Linked DNA regions of Hordeum vulgare: region 2 is linked to region 1. The links are chromatin contacts, called in public Hi-C maps. All regions are on one chromosome and are shown on one strand. Each heading gives the region's core, a stretch centred on a gene start, on an enhancer-like site or on the middle of the called end of the contact. The rest is flanking DNA. Distances are from core to core; before and after follow the strand shown.

Region 1 (6,063 bases), core at 2,840-5,339:
ACAAAGCAACATTGAATCGGACATGAAAGAAATAAAAAGATCATCAAGGCTTGTTAGACTTCTAGTCATAAACATGTGTAAGCATGTTCCAAGTCAATAAAAAAACTCTCTGAAGTGAAATACCACTTCAATATGCCAAACCATGAACAATGCAATGCATGCAAATCATTTCAACAACACATTATGCACTCCGGCTATTTGAGACTAGTCACAAATAAAGCATGAACTACTGGGAAAGCATTGTAAACATAGCACTATGTCGCTACAATCTGGTCTCTAGATCATAAGTACATGCATATGTACAAAAGTAGAAGTAGCCTCGAGGCCTGGTGACCCCCCTCTGGCCCATCTTCTGGTGAAGGGTTCCTCCTCGTGCGTGGATTGTCTCTATTTTTTATTGGAATTTTCTGGGACACCTAAAAATCCATTTTCCTGCACACAAGAAAACCATACAGGCAGCTCTGCTGAAAACCACGTTAGTCCGGGTTAGTTTCATTCAAATCACGCAAGAATGAGGCCAAAACAATAGCAAAAGTGTTTGGAAAAGTCGATACGTTTGAGACGTATCAGGTGGCCGCCGTAGCTCCAAGATGCTTCGTCGAGTGCCTCGCGCGCCCGTGCCACCATGGGGACAAGTGCCCCACCGCCGCCCTCCTCAGAGTTGGCTCGGCCTTTGCCAGGAGGTCCCCTCCAACAACGACAAGACTAGAAGGGGAGGGGGATGAACCGTGCCGGCTAGGTTTTTTCCCTCGAGCCGCCAGGGAGGCGACGCAGGGAACACGACGTGGGTATTCGCAGACGTGGGGTCGAACTGGACACTTGGTGTGTTGTGTGTGGCAAAATCCCTTGGTATTTCCCTTAAATGCTTTTTTCTACCATATGCACTCAAATTTGGTTGCATTTCCCTTGGTATTTCGGTGGATTTGAACAAAACATACATTTGAACTGAATCGTGCTCCATAAGAGGTAGGAGAAAATTAGCAAGCGGCTTCAGACCCTTTGTTAGTGGTTGATGATTCGTTTGGGTGCAAGATGTTCTGAAAAGACCATTGGTCATACTCATTAGGTGTTGTCTCCATTGCTATTTTACTGTATGATAAAATATTTACGGATGTTTCTTACAAATACTTGGTCATTAGGTGTTATAGTTCTTAATTTACTGTTTGAAAGTAACCGACGATTCTAAAATTATCATCAAGTCTTTACATTCTTTATTGTTCATATCAAATCTGCCCGCGTTTTCTGATTTCCGAAAGTTTATAATGATTCTGGGCATACCAAGCTAAAAGAAAACATCTTGCAAGTAAGTTTGATATACTCGTGATACATCTTGATAGATATGATATCCTCGCTGCTTTTAGGATGACAATGTGGACTTAGGTTTTTGGATGGAACAAAGAGTTGATTGAAACCGACACCATGTATTCTTATGGATGTATGAGCCATCTCACTATAGGTAGACCTCTTCTCAAAAAAGAAAAGAAAAAAACTTACTTTATTTTATGCTTTATGAGTGTAATCTTCAATTTCGTTTGGAGGAATACCATTACGCCTCCCATGGTCTTGCAGATACACCACATATAGCTTTTCAGGCTTGTAAAATTAGAGATTTCGATTGATACATGCATATTGTTGGGCTGCCGCTCCTCATTTGTTGTTGGGTGGCTGGCATCCTTCATCTTCTTGCCCAATTCAAATCGGAGTGGTTTGGTTGTGGTGATCAAGATTAGGTTGGACGATGGTCATGGTTGCACACGTGTAGTGGCACACCATGGCTCCACAACGTTGAATGTCAGATGCGGCGCGGTTTATCTTTCCAGATCTAATGGTTGACTTCACAGTGAGATGCAGACTAGGGACGACCACTTCACACATAGGGATGGTTGTGTAGCAGTGGCGATTACACATCTCATGTAGCTGTCGGGATCGCGGAGAAGCAGTGGCGACAACACATAAGTGACCCAAATGGTGGTGATACTTGTGCATCCGGCCTTGAGCTTTGGGGTGAAGAACCTAGGTCTAAACCAAGATGGTCCTACCTAGCAATGATGGTGTTTCTTTTATGTCGTTATCTTGTTGAAGACATTGTTGAATTTTCTCAGACTAATTTTTTAGGGTAAAAATCTAAATTCTTGTCTTGTTGGTTGGATCTGATGACGATAGTGCTTAAAGAACCTCGTGGTTTATGCAACGTCATGAGATGGTTTGTCCGGATATAATCATTGTTGTAGTTTGTCGATCGCAGATCTAATTGTTTGGATTTTATATTTTATTTTTGTCTACGCATTAGCTTCGGTCTTATATGGTTGCTATTTATCGACGTGTTTTTCTGTATGCATATGTGTGTTGGTTGTGTGCATTGTAACTATGCAGAGATTGGATATGTGCTAATTCAGTAATTATGATTCTATCCTCTTGATGCTTCACTATAAGGCAATAGAATCCACATTTGTCGAAAGAAACATGTGTCTTGTTGGAATATTGGTGCATTGAAAAGACTATGGGTGAAAGTAACAGACTGATTGAAAATATGAAACAAATTTAGGATTGTCAGCTCCTCTTGGAGCTTTGCTAATTTCAACAACGTAATATTTACGATTTCTTAGGATCTTGCATTTCATTATTTTATATGAATCAGCTACCATCTATACTATTGCAAAAAAAACTTGCAATACGAACAAGAGGTGGAACTTGAAGAATTGAGGGAGCACTGTGTTAGATCACGCTAATGTTTGATTTTCTATTAGAACGATTTGTAAATCTTAATGTCTATTTGGAATAGATCCATAATGCATGTTGAATACTGGATTGTCACCTATGATTGTAATGTTAGTCAAGCCGTGTGTTGCACGTGCACGCTTACTATATCAAACCTTTTTTAAAATCGAAGAACTCTTTTCAATTTCGATGTTTTTTTTATTTGATGAACTTATTTCTAAAATTGATGAACCTTTTTTCAAATTTGTGAAAAATCGATGAACATATTTTAGATCTATTTTCGAAAAGTCAACGGTCAAATGGTTTGGCCGATCAACACCTAACTTGGCGACATTGACCGATTGAAGGAACCTCGGTTGTAATCGAGGGGAAGTCCTACATGCCGCTTGCTACGGCAGGGGGTCGCTCCCACACACAGGGGGGCGCCTGACTTGGCCGGTCCAATTTTTGTTAAATCGTATAATTTCATTTTTTTTATGTTTCTTTTTGCCTTTTCTTCTTATTTCTTTTTTCCTTTTTGGCTCATTTTTCTTGCCATTTTCCTTTTTTCTTTTTCTATCAAAACGAACAAACATTAAATTTATCTATCATTTTTTGAAAAGATGAATGTTTTTAAATCAAAGAACAAATTTGAAAGCACGAACAATTTTTTAAAGCATGATTTATTTTGAATCTTGAGAAGAAATTTTAAAACTAAGAAATAATTTTGAAAAATCCTGAACAAATTTGGAACCGCAAACAATTTTCAAAACACGAACATTTTTTGAATCTTGAGAACAAAAATTTAAAATTGAGAACAACTTTGAAAACCTCGAACAAATTTGGAACCGTGAACAATTTTTTAAAAGCACAATCATTTTCTAAATCTTGAGAACAAATTTTGAAAATAAGAACAATTTGGAAAAATACTGAAGAAATTCATAAACGTGACCAATTTTTCAAAACACGGACATTTTTTAAATCTTGCAAACAAACTTCAAAAAGCAAGAGCATATTTTGAAAAACATTTTTAAAAATACAGAACATTTTTTCAAAATCCAGAACATTTTTTGAAAATCCAAAATACTTTTCTATAAATCAAAAACAATTTTCGAATTTGAAGGACATTTTTTGGTAATCCGGAACATGTTTTGAAAATCTAGAACATTTTTTGAAAATCCAGTACATTTTTTGAAAATCCAATACATTTTTTGAAACAGAAACTGAAAAAAAAGGAAAAAACGGATTCGGAGAACCTTCTAGAAGTTTCTTAAAACCGGAAAAAAACGGCTGAAAATATTTAGAATTTTCTCAAAAAAAGAAACTGTGGAACAGTTAAATGCCCGGCCCACTCCTGAAAAACCAAGGCGCATCCCGTACTATTTGACGCAACGCGTGTCAAATAGGGTTTTCCGTGATCGAGCGTCCTGTAGTATTTAACGCATCGTGTGTCAAATAGTGTTTTCCGTGATCGAGCAAAAGCAACGTACAAGCAAACACGTTTCTTGAGCCGGCCCAGCGTGACCGCCAGTGGAGTCAGAGCTCCCGTGATTTTCCCTTTGTTACTCATTGTCCTGTTGTTTCCCTTCTAAGTTGTTTTCTTCGAAAACCACTTCCGTATTTGTTTTGGTAGTAGAAAAACATATTCAACATTAAAATTGTTCGAAAAAATAGGAAAGATATTTCCAACATTTGAAAATTGTTCCCAAACCAAAAAAATGTGCATTAAAATATAACATATTTACAATTTTAAAATTTATATGAATAAAAGATAACACATTTTCATAAACAATATGTTTTTATTAAATTCGAAGTAAATCTAGAATACAAAACAGTATCTTTGTTTCAGTTCATGAATTCAATAAGATATTCTCAAATTTTAAAATTATTCACAATTTAGACAAACTATTCTCTAATTCAAAATAGAAATATAAAATTAATGATCAAAAAACTGATATTTTGGAAAATTTCAGTAGTTTTAGAAATTGTGAAAAATAAATAATCATGGGAATATTTTAAAACTTTGAATATTTTTGGGGTAAATGTTTTCTGGAAAAACGCAGATAAATTTCGAATTTCAGAACTTTTTTTAGATAAAGTGAATAAGTTTGGAAAAAGGAATAATATTTTGAGAATGTGATTTTTTCTGAAGTTTCTCAACTTCTTTTGGAAATTACGAACAAATTTTATCATTGTTCAAAAAATGAACAAAGTATTGTCATGATTTATCTTAGAAATGCGAGCAATATTAGAAATTTCTGAACATATATTTTGGAAATATGATCATTTTTTGGGGAAATTACTTTTTCGAAATTTATATTATTTTAAAAAAGACACCCAAAATAGTAAGAAAAAATAAAAATGAAGAACATAAACAGAAAAATAAGAATAAACAGTGCAACAGAAACCGAAAAAAGGGTAAGTGAACCTTCTACAATTTCCACAACCGAAATGAACAACAACTAAATGAACCGAACTAGTGCACTCCATTATGTGCGTTTGGTCGACAATGATTTGACGCCCGCGACAGCAACTAGTTGGCGAGCGTTTTTAAGAGAGCGCCCTAATGATCACCCCACGCAGCATCACTAGGCGCATTTCCAGCTCTCGTCATGCGTCGCATTTTGATCATTTTTTAGATTTTTTTCGCATGCATTTTTGACTTTTTAAAATGTTTTTTTTGGTGTTCTGTTTTCACCAATGTTTCTTTATTTAAAAAAAAATAATTCAAAAAAAAACTTGCCAAAAAAACTTGTTTTATTTGGAGAGCCACGATTTTTCTTTCGCGAGAGGCGTAATTTTGCTTTCGTAAGAGGTACGTTTTTTCTTTCGTGAGAAGCAGGATTGTGCCTCTCGAAAACGAAAAAAACACGTTTCTATTTTTTTGCGAGAGATACGGTTTTGCTTTCATGAGAGGTACGATTTTGTTTTCGCGGGAGACACGACCGTATTTCTGAAAATGTAAAAACACGTTTTTTGTTTTTTCCATGCAAGACACGGTTTTGTTTCCGCGAGAGGCATGGTTTTGCCTTCGCAAGAGGCTCGGCCGTGCCTCTAAAAAAATATTTTTCATATTTTCTTCCTATCACGAGACATGGTTTTGCTTTTGTGAGAGGCGCAATTTTGCTTTCATGAGGCCGATTGTGTCTTTCGGAAACGAAAGAAACACATTTTTTCATGCGAAAGGCATTGTTTTGCCTTCACAAAAGACACGGTTTTGCCTTCACCAGAGACACTGTCGTGGCTCTTGGAAACCAAAAGAAAAACATATTTTTCTGTTTTTTCTATCATAGGAAGCATAGTTTTTTCTTTGATTTTTTTGTTCGATTTTTTAAAAAAAAATCATCAAAAATTATCAACATTGGA
Region 2 (6,456 bases), core at 1,221-3,720, 540 kb after region 1:
GGCCAACATGGTGGTGATTTATACCATGAAGGAAGGAGGACAATCGCTAGGGGCAGCGGTGATAGTTTTTTATGGTTGTTTTCATTAGCTTATGATTTTACCATTTCTAGATGAAGCATTGTACTAGAGAAGCAAATCAAGTTGCTCACGAACTTGCTAGATTGGCTAGATTTTCGTTTGTTTCTAATTGGTTTGAGGAGCCAAATATTGAAATTGTACCATCCCACATAGACGATGTAACGGTTATTTCTAATGAATAAACCACAAGTTTTTAAAAAACACAGGTCACCAAATTGACATCATCAAATGTGTGTGAACACATCCGGATGTGTCAGCGGACATCTCGCTCGACGAGGGTCATTCGACCAGAGTCATCAAATAGTTGCAAAAAATTTCATCAATAGTCATCAAATAGTTTTAAAAAAACACAGGTCATCAAACTTTATCTAGATCTATAGAAATTTGATCATGCAATTAAATAGTTGCAAAAAATTCAAAAATGCATTTCGGCTCCCGCGAACAAATGCTCCCAAGGCCCAAAAAAAGTTCAAAATGAAAAAAAAACTTAACAAAATTTATTTGTGTACTTAGTCACATTCAAATGCTACCTGCAAATTTTGAGGCAAAAAGGTAAAATATTTTGGGTTGTGCAAAAAAAAAAAGAATTTGAACACCAAAAGTTACCCCAAAATGTCATCCCAAATTTGTTTTCTTATCGACGAAACACCGTTGCTCCTTATCACACGAAAATTGTCATGCATGTTTGCGACAATAATACAATCATCTACACAAAAATTCATTTTTTTCAAAAACATTTAGTACTGTTTTTTGCGTTACTGTTCACCCGGGAGCATATGCTCCCGACAGCCAAAACACCACCCCTCTATCATGCATGTGATACTATTTTTATAGTACATAGTATCACAGAGTAGTATCATATATGATCTTATTTATTGTCATGCATGACGTAAAATAGCATAACATTTAACATGATACAGTATCTACCTATGTTACTTTAAGAGCAGTCATAATGAAAGTATCACATGTAGTATCAAGCATGCCAACTAGACAATTTTGATGAAGTGTAATAGAATTAAATGAAGAAAGAGAGAGTTGAGTATCATATCATGATACCGTATCATAATAAACGATGTATTACTATGTGTCATGCATGACAATAAATGAACTATCTTATGATGTTATGCACTATGAATGTACTATCATATAGTAGTATCATATGTATGATACTTTTCATTACAACCTAGCTAACCCTCTTTCTGCTTTAATTCTGTGTCACATCATCATATTTAGTATTCTTGAATGCATGATACCGATTAAGATATCATCACTATGACCATAGGGTGCGTATGATGTGCATATTTCCTGCAAAAAGGAAAAGTAGATGTGCAAATGTATGAGTGTCAAAAAACAAGTGGCAAACCAAAGAAAAAATGAATGTCTAGGTCTGAGTCGACTAAGACTTCGCCAAGTTTTAGTCAAGTACGGAGTAATATAGTATGTAAAAAGAAAAAAAATATATTGTTTGCATGAATCCTAATGTAAAATCAACGGAGTATAGTACTCCCTCCGTTCCTAAATATAAGTCTTTTAAGAGATTTCAATAGTATACTACATACGGATGTATATAGTCATAGTTTAGAGTATAGATTCATTCATTTTGCTTCGTATGTAGACCTCTAATGAAATCTCTTAAAAGACTTATACTCCCTCCGTTCCTAAATATAAGTCTTTGTAGAGATTTCACCAATGAACTACATACGGATGTATATAGACATACTTTATAGTGTACATTCAATTATTTTGCTCCGTATGTAGACACATAGTGAAATCGCTTAAAAGACTTATATTTAGAAATAGATGGAGTATTTAGGAACGGAGGGAGTATTAACTAAGACTTGTTAGCAAAGCCGAAAGGAAAACCCACGCACATTTTCCTCCCGTATGTGGTTCCGGGCTCGGCTGACGAGGCCATTAAACGAAACGCAGCGACCGCGGAGACCGGGATCTGCGGAACGGGGCCCATGGTGAAACGATACGAACCCTTTTGACGGTGTGCGTGCGTGGAGGCGGGGGAGTGAGCTGCACTTGACCCGCGGGTTTGGGGTCCGCGAGGAGAGGACAGGACCCGAGGCTGGCTGCTGTGTTTTCTGGCGGGTGCGGCTCGAGCGACATCGCGGGAAAGAAAAGCCTTCTCCTTTTCGCTGCCGTTTCACGTTTTGAACCCCCACCCACATCTTACGTGGTGCTACTAGTCACACATACACACCCCCAACACTCACGAAGGCGGAAGGTCCAAGTATATATATAAAACCTCCTGTAAGGACCATAACGCAAAAGTCACAGTAAGGTGCCGCGCCCGCAAGCAGAAAAAAAAATCTCTTTGTTGCGCCAAACACAGAGAAAGGACACCCCGCCCATCCCCCACTGCCCCTTGCCACTCCACTCTGCTCTCCCCCTCCTCCGCCCCACTCTCTTCCTCCGCCCCTCTTCTCGGCAGCCATTATCCCCACCCCCGGCTGCTAGGGTTAGGGTTCCCTCCGCACCTGCCCTCTCACCCCCGGCTCCCGCTCAGCCCCACCGCATTGCCTTGCCTCCCCTGTACTGCAACCCAGCTCAGCCCAATCATTCCCGGAGTGCCGGTGCCTCACACTTCTTGTCATTTGCGCGGTAAGGGAGATGCAAATGGGGTAGCTCATTGCGTTGCAGCCACTTTTTTTTTTGCTCCTCCGCTGCCCTGCACTTCGAGGGTTGGTTTCTTGCTTTCTTGGAGGGGAGATGACTTTCTGCTGCTTTTGAGCTGTGTTCCGTTGTGTTCATGGCCGAGAAGCTGTGGTGGGTGGTTGCGTTTAGTGGGCGGGGCTCAGTACTTTTACTTCTCTTCTACTACCTGCATTATTGGCGTGGGTTTTTATTAACTGTCCTTGTGTTCTTTCTTTGGCAGTTAAGTGTTACAACTAGATTCTTACCTTAGTTTTCCTACTTGGATGCTCAAAGATTTGGTTCTTAGCCATTTCCATTTGCGTTGGTTCTTAGTGCACCGTGAAAGCAGGAACGAACCTGTGGTTGACCTGCCATTTCTGTGTCCATTTCAGGTTCCAAGGAGTTAATCTCTTGTTTTTTCTATATGTGAGTGTGGGCTGCTGTCTTGTGCAGATCAAGCTGAAAGGGACAAGTGCTAGCTCTGTCTATTAGTACCTGTGCAGTCCCCGTGTGATAGTAGGTACACTCCAAGCTCAGCCCAGCTTTCGCTCCGGGAAATGCTGTCTTCTTGAGGCCTGCTAGCTTCCAGTCTTTCCCGTGGAGGAGCGTCAATCCGATGGGGTTTGTTGGCAGATTTCTGTTTTTGCTCTTGCTGGTGGCCGCCCCTGCCTTGGGCCAACTGCCGTCGCAAGACATCCTCGCGCTCCTGGCCTTCAAGAAGGGAATCACCCATGACCCTGCCGGCTTCGTCACAGACTCCTGGAATGACGAGTCAATTGACTTCAATGGCTGCCCGGCCTCCTGGAACGGCGTCGTCTGCAATGGCGCCAGCGTGGCTGGAGTTGTGCTTGACGGCCATCGGATCTCGGGTGTTGCCGATCTCTCCGTGTTTGCCAACCTGACCATGCTTGTCAAGCTCTCCATGGCCAATAACAATCTCTCCGGGAGCCTCCCTAGCAATGTAGCCAGTCTCAAGAGCTTGAAGTTCCTGGACATCTCCAGCAACCGCTTCTCGGGTCCGATCCCTGATGATATTGGCAGTCTCCGGAGCCTGCAGAACATGTCGCTTGCCGGGAACAACTTCTCAGGCCCATTGCCTGACTCCATCGATGGCCTCGCGTCGCTTCAGTCGCTGGATGTGAGCGGCAATGCTCTGTCTGGCCCATTGCCAGCAGCTCTGAAAGGTCTCCGGAGCTTGGTTGCTCTCAACCTCTCATATAATGCCTTCACAAAGGGCATTCCTGCGGGGCTTGGCCTCCTTGTGAACCTCCAGTCTGTGGATCTGAGCTGGAATCAATTGGATGGCGGCGTCGATTGGAAATTCTTGATCGAGTCAACTGTTACTCATGTTGACTTCAGTGGAAACTTGCTCACCAGCACCACCCCCAAAGAACTCAAGTTTCTCGCAGATATTTCGGAGACAGTTCTGTATCTGAACCTTAGCAACAACAAGTTGACCGGGTCACTGATAGATGGAGTTGAGCTCTCAACTTTTGGGAGATTGAAGGTGCTTGATCTCAGTAGTAATAAGCTGTCTGGAGACCTCCCAGGGTTCAATTATGTCTATGATCTTGAAGTTTTGCGCCTTGCAAACAATGGATTCACTGGGTTTGTACCTAGTGGACTTCTGAAGGGAGATTCTCTGGTGTTGAACCAACTGGACCTCAGTGCAAATAACCTGACAGGTATAACCTCTAGTTCAGAATTTATGTTTTTGATCCTCTTGCTATTTCATTTTATGCATGGCATGCAATGCTCGTTCTGGTTATATTGCAACTTTGGTCTATTTACAGTTCATGTGAAACTTTGTGTTTTTATCATCTCGCACCTGGTTTCATTCTTTATTTATGTCAGCTGATTTTGTTATGACAAATATGATCTTAGCTGGTGATTACTGGATACAAGTTGATGTCTCACTGGTCGGTGGTTGACTTAGTATGGTACCACTTTGTCAGTTCTATATTTCAAATTGTCTGTGCAGAATCATATTTCTATGTGCAAACAAATATACATATTGCTGTCTATTGTGGCATTGCCTAGAAACAATTGATTTTCTCCTTTGCAACTACTACCTCTGCAACTTAATATAAGACGTTTTCTGACACTATGACAAGTGTCAAAAAATTTCTTACATTTTGATACAGAGGGAGTACTTGATCGGGGATTGCTCGCGTGAGTATGTGTGCTGTCTTGGTAGATCATTTACCATTGTAAGGTAGAGTGGCCCTATGCAGGACAGCGCTGGGTGGTGTGTTATTGGCTAGCCCTATGCAGGACAGCGCTAGGCGATGTGTTATTGGCTAGCCCTATGCAGGACAGCGCTAGGCGATGTGTTATTGGCTAGCCCTATGCAGTACAGAGCTAAGCTATGGTTGTGTCATACAGTTCCATTTCATACTTATGGCACTGGCATCTGATGCTTCACAGACGTGTCTGATGTAAAATTGTCTTTCTTTTTCTCAGCATTAGAAAAATGTGGGAAATCCATGTGTAAATGCATGCATAGTTATCTGCAGTTTTACTTTTCTAGCATGACACTCTACTATGATAATCTGTCAGTTATCTGCCCATTAGTTTGTATGTCTTAGTCTCCTCCATACTAACTGTAGTTCTCTGTGCTGTGCAGGACATATCAATATGATCACATCAACTACCTTGCAGATCCTTAATTTGTCCTCAAATGCTCTATTTGGGGATCTACCACTGCTTGCTGGAAGCTGCACTGTGTTAGATCTATCAAATAACCAGTTTCGAGGAAATTTATCAGTTTTTAGGAAATGGAGCAATGACTTGGAATATGTTGACCTTAGCCAGAACAATCTAACTGGGACTATGCCTGATGTGAGCTCTCAATTCCTTCGCCTAAACTACCTGAATCTTTCTCATAATTCTCTAGCTGATACCATCCCTGAAGCCGTTGTTTTGTATCCCAAACTCACTGTCCTTGACCTCAGCTCCAATCAGTTTAGTGGTCCTATTCCTGCTAATCTACTCTCTTCCTCCATGCTGCATGAGCTCTACATTCAAGATAACATGCTTACTGGTGGCGTATCGTTCCCAGGATCCTCGTCCAAAAACTTGAGTCTTGAAGTGCTTGATATTTCTGGAAATCATTTTAGCGGCAGCCTCCCTGATGATGTGGTCTCCTTGTCTGGCCTCCGTGTCCTTGACATATCCTCAAACAACTTCTCCGGACCTTTACCAGCCACTGTGACTAAGCTTGCAGCACTTGCTGCCCTTGACATATCAACAAACCAGTTCACGGGGCCACTGCCAGACACACTTCCGGATACTCTTCAGTCCCTCAATGCCTCTTTTAATGACCTATCTGGTGTCGTGCCTATGAACTTGAGAAAGTTCCCAGAATCTTCTTTCCACCCCGGGAACTCGAGATTAGAGTATCCTGCTAGCTCATCTGGATCCGGCAATTCCCAATCTGGTTCAGCACGTGGCAAATCACTCAGCACAGGTGCTAAAATAGGACTTGTAGCAGCTAGCATTGTTCTTCTTGTCATCCTTATCCTTATTGCTATTGTATGCCACTACAAGCGGATCTCACGGCAGTTCCCTAGCTCAGAGAAGGTCTCTGACAAGAACCTCCACAAGGCTACGAAAGACATTGAGAGCATGAAAAGAAAGGACAACAGAGGTAGTTCGGAGGTGTCGGCGGATGATCTTGGTGCTCCTCGAAAGGGCTCTACATCTGAAGCACCGAGCCAAGAAGAGAAGTTGTCA

What was found. A called contact is a pair of places that touch in the nucleus more often than the background predicts.
Region 2: a contact with region 1 is called in a Hi-C map of leaf, with 2.3 times the contacts expected there. The contact joins the promoter of LOC123426279 here to the enhancer-like site in region 1. A contact is called at or near these places in 2 of 6 Hi-C or Micro-C datasets (leaf and seedling).

The regions. Positions count from the first base shown.
Region 1 is chr2H:357,086,627-357,092,689 of MorexV3_pseudomolecules_assembly, forward strand. No RefSeq gene overlaps it. Among protein-coding and RNA genes, the nearest start is that of LOC123426274, 97 kb to the left of the region's middle. Within about 2 kb of position 4,090, at least 2 of the 3 cell types and tissues checked have open chromatin away from gene starts, as enhancers often do. A contact at or near this core is called in leaf, where this site is marked.
Region 2 is chr2H:357,624,552-357,631,007 of MorexV3_pseudomolecules_assembly, forward strand. LOC123426279 (LRR receptor-like serine/threonine-protein kinase GHR1) reads left to right here and starts at 2,471. Exons shown (of 4, transcript XM_045110079.1): 1 at 2,471-2,688; 2 at 3,114-4,406; 3 at 5,348-6,456. The coding sequence starts at 3,338.